Regions from separate parts of the Columba livia genome. Here region 2 is linked to region 1. Evidence: chromatin contacts called from public Hi-C data. All regions are on one chromosome and are shown on one strand. Each heading gives the region's core, a stretch centred on a gene start, on an enhancer-like site or on the middle of the called end of the contact. The rest is flanking DNA. Distances are from core to core; before and after follow the strand shown.

Region 1 (6,881 bases), core at 2,865-5,364:
ACAGTTGGTGCCGTTACTTTTTCATCTCACTGTGTTATTCCTTGATGCTCTGAGCTGCAGGTATTTGCACTGCTTGTGCTTCACTGTACTGTCAAGAGGGTTAGATCAAACCAGGAGAGGAGGCAGCATTTCAGTCCTTTGCACCGTTTTAAGGTGTACAAAATACTTTCAGATTGCAGAGTGGAAACAGTCTACCTGCAAGTGTCTGCTAACAAACAACAGAGTGATTAGTTTGTTGACAGCTTGTTGCCTTCAGGGACAATATTCAATTTCTGTGATGCTCTGAGCTGTTCCCAGCTCTGACAAAAACCGTTACATTTATTACTAGTTTTCCTTGGATTTTTTTTTTTTTAGCTTAAGGATTAAAATAATAACTTTAAAACTTGAGAAGATTCTACAACATGATTCTGTGTCCATTAGCATTGCTGCCCATAAAACAATGAAAACACTGTTTCCTGGGCTGTACAAAGATTTAGTCCATCTTCAGGCAGCATAGCATGGGCTGTCTGTGTGTGTTCCACTGTATAACTAGACAGATGTTCTCCCGTATGAATCCACTGTTAAGCCTTGATTCTGGCTTTCAAGCCATGAGCACTAGCTAAATAAGAGTGAGCAGTGCATTGAGTCTTGGCGATTGTTCCATAGCATTGTGCTGGGTCATGGTATTATTTAGAAGCTCCTGGTGGGAACAAAGGTGTCTTACACTGGACTCAGGGAAAACAGAGGCTAGATAAAGCAGTGGTGAGTGTTATGAAGAATCCAAAAACTGAAATCACAGAAGCTGTGAGTCTAGAGCTGCTGGAGTCAGGGTCAAGGGCACTAAAAGGTGGTTGATTTTGTCTGCAAACCTGGCATGAGTGAAATGGTACACAACAAATCTCGTGGACATGTCTACGCGTCACAACCAGTATTAGTAATACGGCCTATTAGGAAGGGGGCCAAATTGAGGCTGAAGTTTTTAGAAACTCTGGGTGTGAAGGAGAGCTCTCACCATGCTGTGTTACTTTAGCATGAAGTAGGTTCTTAAGTTTCTGCCTCTCTTTGCAGGGTGCATGATGTCCTCTGGTTGCCTGTGTTGTCCATCCTGATCACCAGTTTTTTTGGATGTCTTGGAGAGGGAGTGGTGACAGTGACTTGTTGTGGACACCACAGCCTCCATTTATCCTGGCACCTGGCATGGACTTGGGGCTGGGAAAGAAATTGTGCCCATGCACATGGTGCTGGAATCCTACATGTCCCAGCTTGCGTCTCCAGCAGTACCAAGGAATTGCATGATTTCTTAGGATACTTGATTCTGTACAGGGCCACTTGACCTGGGATATGTCAAGTTGTGCTGCTTGGGAATTTGGAGTTTTGGTCAGTTGAACCAGGTTGTAACTCCTGGTTCCCACAGTGAATTACTGTGTTTTATATGGTTTTGACTATTCTGCTACCATCTTCTGTCCAACTGACCTGGCACATGACAGCAGAGGGAGTTTTAACATGCGATGATAGGAACTATAAAAGGAAAAAACTTACAGGAAACAGCAAAGTCCACCAGAACCTCAGCCTGCCTTGGCACCAGCTGTGCAGTGCAGGATTGGAGATTTTTAGTGTCTTCCTCTTAAACCTTTCCTTGATTTTGTTTGTTTGTTTTTCTGTGTGTGTTGTGTTTTGTTGGTTGGTTGGATTTTTCTTGTTGTTGTTTTTTTGTTTTTAATTGAATGCTTGAGAAACTCTAATCTCTGCTCTTCAGAGCATGAAACTTGATTGTAGGGCGGAGGTGTTACTGCATGAATGTGTTCATTTTTAGACCTAATTTGCTATAACTTTTTTTTTTTTTGTAGTGAAACAAAACAGCTGTAGCTGAAGTTCACCCAAAATTCCTGATCAGTCTTTTCCAGCTACCCTTCTGCAGGGATGGCATGCTGCAAAGTATGTTGAGGCATGGGCAATTGCACGTGGTGTTGGAAGCGGGGAGTGAGGCCAAGAGCCAAACCTCTCGGCCTTGGTATAAAGCTGCAATGAATACAAATGAAGGAAGCAGAGCTTTTGCACCATATGAGGGATGGAGAAACTGAAATTGGCCTAAGGCTGCTCCAGAGCTTTCTCTGAGGCATGTGAAGGCTAGAGTGATTTGGGGTGATTTTGCAGCTGAGTGACTTTGCAGTGGTCAAAAGCAAACTCTTCTCTCCCTCTCGAGGCAATTCTCTGGTAAGTTGCGAGAAGTATCTTGGCCTGTACCCACCCCTTAATTTGGGGATTTGTGCTAACATAATTCTGAAGGCCTGTAAACCCATGCAATTTCGTGCATAATCTTGGAGATCTCATCTCTTACAGAAGGAACAGCTGCTTGCAGCTCTCTTGTGCTTCGGTAACTGAAGTGTGAGGTTACCTTGAGATGAGATAGTGCTGCTTATTGCAGTGGGTGAAGAAACACAAGGAAATACAAACGAAACCAGCTCCAAGGGGTTCAGATTTGTCTGGGTAAGTGGTTTGCTGTGTAGAGGCTAGCTCAGATTTGCAGAGATCTTTATTGCTGGTGTGGGACAGACTCAGATTCCTACTTAAGGAAAACTGGCAGCCCCTTCTCCTGGTCTGTGCCCAGAGCAGTCGGCAGAAGTACACAGCCTTCCCTCTCCGGGGCTCCTTTATATTGGAAACAACAGGCAATACACTGGTAGCAATTGTAGTCATTGTTGAAACTAAAAATTATAGTATAAAAATGTCATGTTGCTATCTTCTGTAAGACACTGGACTGTTGTTTTTGTGCTGCGTGTCCTCACCCATTAAGAGCATCTCACTGACTGCTGTCACTTATGCTGACCAGTGTTGTCTTGTCTCCTTCTGCTTGTTCTCTTCCTGTTCATCTTCTGTCCTTTCTTACCATCTCATTCCCCATCCCACAGAGCATACAGTCTCTCTGTGTCTGGATGTTGTGTAGCTTCTTGGACAATGGGTCCCTGTTTCAAGATGGGGGCTCCTAGTGCCACACAGTATCGCTATTAAAAATCAAGGGCCTAGTTGTGGGTAGCCCGGAGGCTGTCACATTGGAGGGCTGAACAGATGCTGGCTGTTCTGGTAATGAATCTTCTCCCCTTTAGAAGACTTTCATGACATCTGCCCTGGTGCCTGGGGCTGCCATGCTCCCTGACTCGGCTCCATGCTCGCAAGCCGTGCTGCCCAGCCGCCTGCCGAGCAGAGCCATGCTGGCCGGGCTTGGGGTGCTCTGGGGGATGTGGGGCTCAGGGGTGCTCAAGGTGCCTCGGTGCAGGGACGGGTAGCGATGTGGCAGCCCTGTGCTGTCGACAGAAGGTGGCTGTGGCTGGTTGGCCACCAGAGGGGGACCGATAGTCAACTTGAGCTGGTCAGGTTTGAGAGTGGCCAGCTTCAGCTCTGTTGAAACCCTGCAGTTTGAGTTACTGTTGTCTGGGGGTTTTGTTGTTGTTGCTCAGTAGATCTCTTAATCTAGCAAATGAGTTGTCTGGCAGATTCTCTTGCTGTGCTTCTAATCACCAAACGGAAGCATATGAGAAGTGAATGAGCGTCCAGGGAGCATCCCCTGGTCCTGCACAAGTCCCTGCTACACCACTCCCCCTTGTCCTTTTGTTTTCCAACAGGCAATACATTTAAAATGCGTGAAAGGAAGCTGGATTTTCATATGTATTATTAACCTGAAGCACTGTCTCTCAGGAGACTAAGGACAAATCGCTTAGTTAGAATAATGTGCATAACATGAACAAACAACAGCAATAACACTAACCAGATTAGATGTGTTCCCTCAGGCTTTGAGACACAGACTAGTCATCAGTTTGCAAGGGGAGAAGGAGTTTTAATGCATGGACCAGAAAGCAGAATTGAGCTGTTGCACGGAGAGCTGATGTTCTCTTTTTAGGGCTCATTATAACTAAATGGATTTTTTTATTATTAACTGCAGGCACCACTAGACTTTCCAGGGAACCTGGGGCAATGGAAGTTGTCATGAGCTTGGATGAGCTGCAGTAGGTGACTGGAGCAGTGCAACAGCTCCAGGGGCAGGAGAGAAAAAAGGAGCCTGCTACCATCCTCAGGGGGCAACTGTCCTGCAGTGGCTCCTGCACAGGCGGTGCCTGCCTTGGACACTCTGCCTCAGGCTGGTTTTGAGTGGAGGTGGCTTGGCACAGCTGACCTCTCACTTTGCAGTTAGCAGTGTCAGCAGCCTGTGGGAAGTGGCTTTAGAAGGTGCTCTGGGAATATCTTTCCGAAAGATGGCTCTGCCGTGCCTCAGCCCCTCTGGTTCCTACTCCTGAGCAGGGCTGAGCTGCAATTTAAGTGGGAAGTGGCAGGGTTTCAGAGAAGCCACATACCAAACACATTAGTGAGGTGAAAGGCACTTGGTACTGCTGAGCCAGCTCAGGCCTGAGGCTCTGACCTTGAGGGATCTGCTCCCCAGCAGTGTAGGGAGCAGAGGGGAAGGCACCAGGTCCAACAGCAGGGGAGCAAGGTGGTAAAGACTCATGGGACTGGTGGTGTTGGACCCAAGAGGCATCTTTAGATTCTAGTGCAGACATGCTCATGGATCAGAAAGCATCCCTGGCTGCATTTCTCAGTAGGATCCCTGCTCCTCAAGCACTTGGTTCAGCACTGCAGGTTAAGGATTGTGTGAAGAAGTAGCCTGTGGAGACTGATAGAGGACCAGAGTCTGATATGAGGTTGTGGTGTTGAATTAGAAGTTTACAGAAGGCTGAAGGGTGCTGAGGAAACACAGATCCTCCTGATCCCTTGTCCTGTCAAGCAAGGTCAAAGCGACAGCCAGCAGGGATTGAAAGGCAACAAGCACGTGGCTAACCAAAGCTGTCTGCTCCACAGATGGACTGAGGAAAGCACCCTCCTAAGGGTGGATAAAAGTGTGACATGGATGTGGATAATGAAAACATCCATGGTTAAATAATATTTAAACCAAACAAAGCTTCCTGCTTTGGGGACAAAACCTGCCTGTGACAGACAGGAGTTAGAAAGGAGTTTTCTTTCTGCTTCTCTTGAAGCCACGCGCTGTCCTGTGGAGGATCCTGGCCTGGAGGAGTGTTTGGCAGCCAGTGGCCCTAGGCAGGAAAGCAGAATCTGCTTTAATCCTGTCATAGATGTCATGCTAATTAGGGTTGAGCCAATTTAATACTTGAAAAAGGAACAGGCAGATCCTTCACAGAACTGGGTGTTAACGGCTTTCCAGAAATCCTCTCCCACCTCGGGGAGGGCCACCTTCAGTGTCCTGCTGTGCCTGTCAAAGGGGCTGCACAGAGAAGGGCCTCTCCCTCATGCCCTGTGGTCCCAGGGCAGCACCTACCGTGTTCCCAGTAGGCCTATCAATGGAAAGACCTGCCAAATATGGTGAGAAGCCTTTGACATATTTCCAGAACATCTAGGTGTCTGCTGTTAGCCAAATTTCAGTAGTGGTGTTCTGTTCCCTGGATAGTTTATTTCCTTTATACTCCTTTCTGAGCTGTTGGGTGGATGTGAGGTGATGACAAAGCCTGAGCCTGGAAAGGAGCTGTGTTGGAGTGCTGGGTCAGGGAGCCCCACACTTGTGTTCTTACATGTCCCAGAGCTGGCAGAACTGACAGCAGGGAGAGTGTGCACTGCTCTGCGAGGCCAGCATCTGCCCCGTATGCTTCTCGAGCCTTTAAACCCCGGTTATAGACACAAGAGCACCTTTCTTCCTCCATGGCCCCAGCCTAGCACAAGTTTAATTTAGGAGGGTTGTCTCCTGAAGCCCATCCTTAGTGAGCACCGTGAAGAGGTGGATGCAGCTGTGGTTTCTTCTCTGCCTCCTTACCTTCAGCCCTTTCCCTGCATCTCTTCCCCTGCCTTGTTCTCTTCCACTATTGCTCATTCTTTGCTCTGTTTGCCAATGTGGCAGAGGAGAAGACAAAGTGCTCTTATGCATTCTGTCTTTGCCTTCTCCAGAAACCTGCACAGGGAGATCTCCCTCCCCAGTTTTCTCTGGCTGCCTTTTGCCTTTCTAATCAGTCATGGTAATTTACCCTGGCACTGTTTGGCAGGGGCTGTACCTTGGCATCATGAGCAGCCAGCGTCAGCTGTCAGCCTCTGAGCCATGAGCCTAATGCAACAGAACAGATGTAGGTATTTTTTCCAAGTTTTCCCTGGGCAGCAGGATTAAAGTCTCTGTTCTCAGCTGGGGTCCCCGGTGTAGTCACTTTCCTCTGTGTTACACAACACCCTATTAAGAAGAACAGCACAAACATGTTCATTGGGATCCCTTCCCCCAGCCCTAGAAGGTCAAGGAACAAAGGCAAGGAAGGTTTCCAAAGACTGAGGAGCTGCCTGTTTGGTCCAGGAACCCCAAGATAATCCTGCCCAGGCGTCCTCCTGTGAAAGGCCCTGCCGCCCTCCATCCTTGTGGTGCCAGGGAACATGGGTAAAAGATCAGTGGGGTCAGGTTCTTAAATCCGTCCGGCTTTGTGCAAACCTGAATGGATACCAATGAGGGGAGAAACTACTGTGGCAGCATCACCATCAGGCCTGGTGCCTGTGCCTGGCCTGCTGAGCCAGAGGCTTCTGAGCGTGTGTGGGTGCATGAGCAAATGTGCAAACAACAGGGAGCGATGAGAAACCCTCAGGGGTGTCTTGGTGCTAGCAAAGGAGACAGGGTTATGGTGTCATCCGTGGTCTTCTTGCTTGAGTTCAAAGGTGTCATGCTCTGAGAAGACTCTGGTGTTTTCTGATGGCTGCAATGGTACTGAGGGAGCTTGCTGGAAGCAGGGAGGCTGTGTGTTCTCCTCAGCCCCTCTGAAGTGGTTGGCTGCAGAGAAGGGACCGTGGGCACCCTTGGCAGGCAGGAGAGAGCTTCATCAGCAGACCAAAGGAAGCAGTTGAGTCCATGTGAACACACGTGAGGATCTGCT
Region 2 (6,881 bases), core at 1,761-4,260, 75 kb after region 1:
GGGTGCATCCATGGTAACTTGATGGGCAGAAAAGAGGATGTCATACAAATAGGTGACAGGGAGGTGTGAAATGTGGTCAGATAGAGCACTGAAGAGAGCAAGTAGCTGCTGCTGGAGGGAGCAGCATATGAACTGCAAACCCTATCACACCAGCTGAGTTGCTGTGGATGAAGGCACGGTGCTACCTGTCTGCTCAGCCCTTTCTGAGAGGCAATTAACTCACATGAGAAGGAGTTGGGAGCTCTGCTGCACTGGTTCGTGGTCAGTGTTGGCTCCAGCAGATGTTCACTGGGGCTGGGTAGGAACTCAGGCTGCTGTCAGCCCAGCCTGGCTGTGGGGCTGGGCTGACATCAGGGGAAGGGGAACCATTGCAGACAGCTCGAGAAGTGCTCTTCTTGGAGTGCTCAGCCCTCAGAACACAATCAAAGCCCCTCTGAGAGGGGACACAACACTGCTTCATAGACATGAGGTGACTTGCCCAAGGGCAAATGAGAAATCTCAAGACAGGGCAGAAATTTGAACCAAAGCTTCCAAATTTGAAGCAGATCTAGGCTGGGACTTGTGTTGTTCAGCTGCCTGTTTTCTTCATCCCTTGCACAAAGCTCCTTGGAGTGGAGACCCAGATTGTGCTCCCATGTCTCCTTTGTCAGGCATAGGTTTGCCAAGAGGCGATGCTGAGGAAGAGCGTTGAGCACCAAGTACTCGTCTTGTAGGTAGCACTCTGAGGCAGGCTGAAGTAGTGGCTGTCCTCAGCCCTCCAGAGCTGCTGGTGACAGTGGCAGTGTTTATCATGCCCAGCTGCTCTTCCTGGCTGCATCATGGAGATGCCTGCCCCATGGCAGTGCCCTAGGTCTCACCTGCATGGCATGCTGCAGGGTCCTTCTGCAGGTAGTCCCCTGGGCATGGCCAGGAGCTATGTTTTGCTCAGGACAGAGTGGCCCTGCCAGCTGCACCTGGATATGGCAGCTTCTCCTGCCAGCACAGTGTCTCAGGGAGCAAGAGGATCCGGGAGGTGGGTGGGAAAGTGTCTCAGAGATGCTGCATCCCAGCTACATGCACGTGGATAGAGGCAGTCCTGTGTTTCTGTCCCTCAGGGTGCTGCTGATGCCACCGCAGAGCCTGCCACACGCAGAGGTGGGTGCCTGGCTGGCGGGAGGTCAGGGCAGCCAGGGGGAAGAGGATGGGGCAGTGAGGAGGAAGGAGAGTGGCTCCTCTGCACGGAAGCCCCTAGCAATGGGCAGGATGGGCCTCCGGCTGGGCGGGCTGTGGGGTGGCATGGAGGAGCCCCGCCACACTGTGGTGGCTGGTGTGGGACTGTAGAGATGCGGGGAGGTGGTGGCTCTCCAGTGAGGTGGAGGAGGCTATGTTAAATAACAAGATGATGAGGCTGCTGCAGCCACGCTGTGGCTCCTTCCCATGTGCTGTCTCAGGTCTGTGAGTGCAGGGACACCCAGCATTGGTAAACCTTGTGTCTGCACCTCTGCCTGTGATGGGGAGCTGGATGTCACCTCTATTCTTCTTCCTCGGCAGAAGAAGAGGAGTCCTGGCGTGGCCCACCCCAGCATGGCCCCACCACCACCTGGGATGCTGCTGCTCCAACACAGATGCCAGCGCAGGGCTCAGGTGTGTGTCCACGGCTCTTAGGCATTTCCCCCCTGTCTCTGACTGAGGCTATGGAGAAATTATGCCCTAAACTCTGCCCAGAGTCTCTGTCCCTTTCTCAGCCTGCTTGTCTTCCCACATGCCTCACTTGACTTCCCAAAGAAAAGTCCCTGCCCTGCTACCCTGAGGTGTTGTCCCAGCCTGGTCCCAGCTGTTGCCAGCCAGGGAAAGCCGGCTGGCCTGAGGAAACATGAGAGTGATCCCATATGGGGAGCGAAGTGTTTGACTCTCCGAATCCTTCCCTGCCTGCAGCTGGCCTGCACGGTGCAGCAGTGGCTGCCGGGTGCAGGGGATCATGCGCCTGCTCCGGTGGCTTTGGCCCCATTCCCTTGGCGGTGCAAGCTGACTCATCGGGAAGGGGGAGCACAAGGGGAGGCATGTGGCTCCTGGGGCGGCTTGTTTACTGTGCCGGAAACAAGGGCACTGTTGTTCCAGGGTTGCTCAAGTGTCTGGGAGTGCAGCCCCTGCCCTCCGCCGGGGGCTGGAGCACCTTGGGGAGCAGGCCTGGGGGAGGCACCTTGCTGAGGAATGTGTCTTCCTCAATAGCCTTTTGTTTGGGGTTGGGCCGGGCCTCCCCCTACCCTGGCCTGCTCAGTGCTGAGGGGTGTGCGATGGCCCACTGCCCCCCCCACCGCCGCCTGCGCCTCACTTAGCAGGGCAGTGGCAGGGGAGCCTTGCTCTCACCCCAAAAGGAGCCCCTTCACAGGCACCAGGCTCTGCTGACAGCACTCCTCTGCAGTGTGGGGCTGGCTGGTTGGCTTCTTCACCACCCTTTTGTGGGTCCAGGACACAGGTGAGCAGTGCAGGGGACTGAGGTGTCCCAGCTGGGCTCAGGCCGGAGGAGGTGGCAGGGTTTGCTATGTCACCCACACAGCCCTGGGGCATCAGCTACCTGAAGACATAGAAGAGCAAGCTGAGCCTGCTCCATCTCTCTCCAAGAAGGGAAAAAGCAGCCTCCCCAGCATGGTGCTGGGGACACAAGGCAGACCCTGTACTGTTGCCCCCAACCCCATGCTCTCTCCTCCCAGGCGTCAGTGGCTGTGCCTCTTCATCCCTCTCCTGTGGAGCCGGTGCTTGCGTGCCCAGCGCAGAGGGATACAGCTGCTTGTGCAACCCTGGCTACACACTGGACCCCAGCCGCCTTCACTGCATTGGTAGGTTGGCACCTCCTCTGCCTGCCAGACCTTGACGGACTGTTTGGTCCTTCAGGTTCCTGGGGGGAGGTTTTCTGGCAGCTCTGCTGAGCCCCTGCCCACCTGCTGCACCATGGGCTGGCAGGAAGCTGGCAGGCAGCTGCTGTGGTGACTGCCTGTCCCTGTCTTCTTTCCTTGCCTGGGCACAGATGAAGATGAATGCCTGAAAGATCCTTGTTCTGGAAAAGGTCGCTGCATCAACAGTGTGGGCTCCTATTTTTGTCTCTGCTACTCTGGGTACACCCTGGCTGTGTTGGAGGGCAAGCAGAGCTGTCAGGGTAAGTGTTGTCTGCCTGGCGTGGGGCTGCCATCTCCCCAGGGTGCCCCAGTCTCCCGCCCTGGCACTCTGTCATGCATATGTACACACACACGCACTCATGCACACCTGCACACACACCTGTACACCCATCCTCCACCCGGGCCTGCCCACAGACAGCCTGATCCATGGAGATCACCCTTTCCTGCTCCCGCAGGGACAGGACCTTGCCTGTGGAGATCTGGATATGGGCTGCTGATGCCAGCCCTGCTCACTGCTTCATGGCAAGGGGGTGCAAGGCAAAAGTCATCTGGGCAGAGCCTGCTGCAGGGGGAGCAGCTCCTCTCCTGCACCCAGCCTTCCCCACACGGGAGGGAGAAGACTTCAGTACTGTCTCTCTGTGTGTTGCCAGATCGAGATGAATGTGAGCAGCCCTCTACCTGCCGGGGACAGCAATGCATCAACACTCCTGGCTCCTACCGCTGCGAGTGCAAGGATGGCTTTGCCATGGGCTCCAGAGGACAGTGCGAAGGTGAAGCTTGCTGCTCACTGTTCCCCTGCCACTCCAAGCCACCCTGTGCGGGGCTGAACACTTCTTTTTCTCACCACTCCATGTGTCCTCCTAGAAGGGAGGAAGAACCCTCCCTTGTGTGTGTGCCCTGTGCCCCTCTGAAGGGCTGCCTGCCCTCTCCTCTGCCTGCAGGAGGGACAGGCTTTCCTGGGTTGCAAAAGGCGAGATCTCCCGAGATCCTCTCCCACCTCCCCAGAGTAATCCCCCAGAACCAGCCCATGCTAGTTTCCTATTCTGGGAGGAGATGCCCATGCATTTCATGCCAGCTTTACTCTGTCACCAGACCCTCGTGCTGGCAAGCAGTCTGCAAGGAGAGCAGACTGCAGAGACTCAGGCCACCTGTCCCCACAGCATCCTGTTCAAGTGGCACAACCTGGCTCCTTCATAGCATTCATGAACATATGATGTGCCTGATCAAAGATCCCCCTTTCTCAGTAGCTCATCTCCAGCAGAGAGAGGGAGACTATTTTAGGAGGCAGTATGGGAAACAGGACATGCAGAGAATGCTGCTCCCTCCACTCGGCCTCCAGAAAGCACTTGCTTTAAGGACTTCCTGCTGGAGGATGCGTCCTAATCATGGCTATGAAAGTCCCTGATGAAACAGCCCTGAACAGATGTTCTCTGATCCCTTTCTCTGCCCTTGCACATTCCTGTCCTTGGCAACATCCTGTGGCAGCGGGTTTCGCTGCTGGATTATGTCAGCCCTCAGGTGTGGGTGTAGGATACTGAGTGATAAGTGGGACTATAAGAAGTGTTGCCCAAGCCATGGCAAACTCATCTCACCTCCTCTTGGGTGTTGATGTCCCACAGAGGGAGACTGAGGATCCAGCTGGAGGGGATATCCTGGAGAAAGCTGCACAGTTTGCCTTTGGGAGCCTGAGATGAGTATGTTTCTTGGCAGATATCAACGAGTGCGTGGATCCCAGCCCTTGTCCCCACGGGAGGTGTGTCAATACGCTGGGCTCCTACAAGTGTGTCAGCTGTGGGGATGGCTACCGGCCCAGGAACGGGAGATGTGTTGGTGAGGATCGTGGGCAATCCCTGGGCAGCAGCCTTGCCCCCCATGGCAGCGCTCTCTGCAAGACTCAGAAGGAGCAGGGGCATGGGCAGCACGCTCCTCCCACAGGCAGCCAGCCTGCGTGGCCCGGGCACAGTGCCCTTGCAATTTGGGTGGCAGAGGTAGCCCTGAGCACCCTCTCATTCTTCCATATTGCTCTCTGCTGTGTCACGCAGATGTGGACGAGTGTCTTGCAGAGGGGACCTGTGCTCACGGGCAGTGTGTCAACCTGGATGGCTCCTTCCGCTGTTCCTGCTACCGGGGCTACAATGTGGCACCTGATAAGAAGAGCTGCCAAGGTACTGGGGAGCCATGAGACCCTCTGTAGTGTCACACACCTGGTCCAGAGGTTTCTCTGGGCTCTTCCTCACAGTACTTGGCCTTGCCTGAGTCCTGGCCACCATGTTGGCTGGTTCCCTCAACACAGCTGCCCATGGCCATGGTTCCTCCGCGTCCTTCACACTCATCCTGCTCTCCCTTGTATGCTTGCGCAGACATCGATGAGTGCGCTGCCCAGGATGCCTGTCCCTCTGGACTCTGCCTCAACACCGAGGGCTCCTACTCCTGCATGGCTTGTGATGCTGGCTACGCTGTCTCCAGAGATGGCAGCATGTGTGAAGGTATCCCTCTCCCAGGATCAGGGTGTGGAGGGAAGAGACATTGCCATAGCTTGGTTATTGGTGGTGCCCAGGGACTTTCCTAGCCTCAGGATCCTTCTCCAGTTCTTTAGCTCTCTGATTAGCAGATAGCAGCAGTGCTGCAAGCATAGAGCACCTAGAGCAGCATGAAGGTGATTTTCCTCATCCAGGGAAGGGATGAGGGGCAAGGACTCACTGATGAGACTCCTGGACTAATGGTGACTGTGAGGATGCCAGGCTAGAGGAATACAGGAGGCCTGGAAACACAGGCAGAGAGGAGCTGTGTTTGGTTCAGTTCAGAGCTGTGTGTCTGGAAGCATGCGGCCTGAATGTAGGTCCTCAGCAAAGGGAGGAACCTTGGGTCCACAGCCACTGGAGAGACTGTGGGCACTCAGGGTTCACCTTTTTTCCCCTGCCCTTAGTGCAACTTGGTCAAGTTTTAAAAGGAAAGAGTAGATCAAGGGTTTGCTGTGCCAGGTATGTGTGGCAGAGAATTAACAGCAGCACAGATCTGTGTTGGCTGCTTTGCTCAGACATGAGAGCACCTGGTCCCAGCCTTGCAACCTGACTGCCCCAGTGCAGGCACTAATACTCCCTCCTTGGTGGCTGTCCCTGGGGGATGTCCTGGGCTTGAGATATCTTGATGCAAATTCCCTGTTTGAGGCAAGGAAAGGGAGGGGGCACAGCTGGCAAAGGTATTTGTTTAAAGATTGGCTACGAATTTCTCTCTGAAGCACTTTCAGAACTCTGCAGCCTGCACATAGCTTGCAAACAGAAGGTCTTGCCTTTGATGTGACTCTCAGAAGACCCCCTGCATGGGGTCCTCCAATGGGGGAGAAGAGGGAGGCTTTCCTCCCTCTCTTCTCCTCTGTTTCAGTGTCTGAGAAAGCTAATATGAAATGAGCTCATTTTCCATCTGATTTTTTGGTGCAATAGAAGAAACACGGCTTGATCCCTTCCATTTGCCCCCCCTCTGCTCCTTTCCCAAGATTCCATGTGAGCCCCTTCTCAGCCACCTTGCCTCAGCCATGTCACGAAGGCACCTTATCACGGTTTGATACTGTTTGGGTCACGCTGACCTGATGGCAGGATGGCATGTTCTTCCCTGCCTTGGCTGGTGGCCTTGTCTGTGGATCTGGGTTTCATATTTGAAATATGATAAGGGTTTAGTGATAAATAAACTAGGTTATGGTTCATCTGCAGAAGGACTGAAGAATAATGCTACTTGCAACCAGACTGAACAGCTGACAATCTTGCCCCAAGGCAGTAGGAAGCGATGCTGGATGCTCATTTTTGCCTGTGCCTGCTCAGTGCTCTGCAAAGGGCAAGAGGAGGTCCCTGCCCTCAGGAGCTGCTGGTCTCAGGGTTTTAGCTCCTGCAGGGGAGAAGAGTACAGCAGGACCTTCTCCATTAGCATGTCTTCTACTGCCTGCACACCAGCCTGTGCTTCTGGTTAGCAGCATCCTCCAGTGCTTTCCCTACCTGATGGGCCTGCAGGTAATGG

What was found. A called contact is a pair of places that touch in the nucleus more often than the background predicts.
Region 2: a Hi-C map of crop shows a contact between it and region 1, with 2.5 times the contacts expected there. The contact joins two enhancer-like sites. A contact is called at or near these places in 2 of 2 Hi-C or Micro-C datasets (crop and liver).

What each region holds. Positions count from the first base shown.
Region 1 is chr5:25,615,192-25,622,072 of bColLiv1.pat.W.v2, forward strand. No RefSeq gene overlaps it. Among named protein-coding and RNA genes, the nearest start is that of LTBP2, 18 kb to the right of the region's middle. Within about 2 kb of position 4,115, at least 1 of the 3 cell types and tissues checked has an H3K27ac peak away from gene starts, as active enhancers do.
Region 2 is chr5:25,691,316-25,698,196 of bColLiv1.pat.W.v2, forward strand. It overlaps LTBP2 (latent transforming growth factor beta binding protein 2), which reads left to right. Exons shown (of 35, transcript XM_065063941.1): 14 at 1,095-1,134; 15 at 1,531-1,623; 16 at 2,691-2,816; 17 at 3,005-3,133; 18 at 3,524-3,643; 19 at 4,584-4,703; 20 at 4,916-5,038; 21 at 5,234-5,359. Among named protein-coding and RNA genes, the nearest start is that of NPC2, 18 kb to the right of the region's middle. Within about 2 kb of position 3,011, at least 1 of the 3 cell types and tissues checked has an H3K27ac peak away from gene starts, as active enhancers do.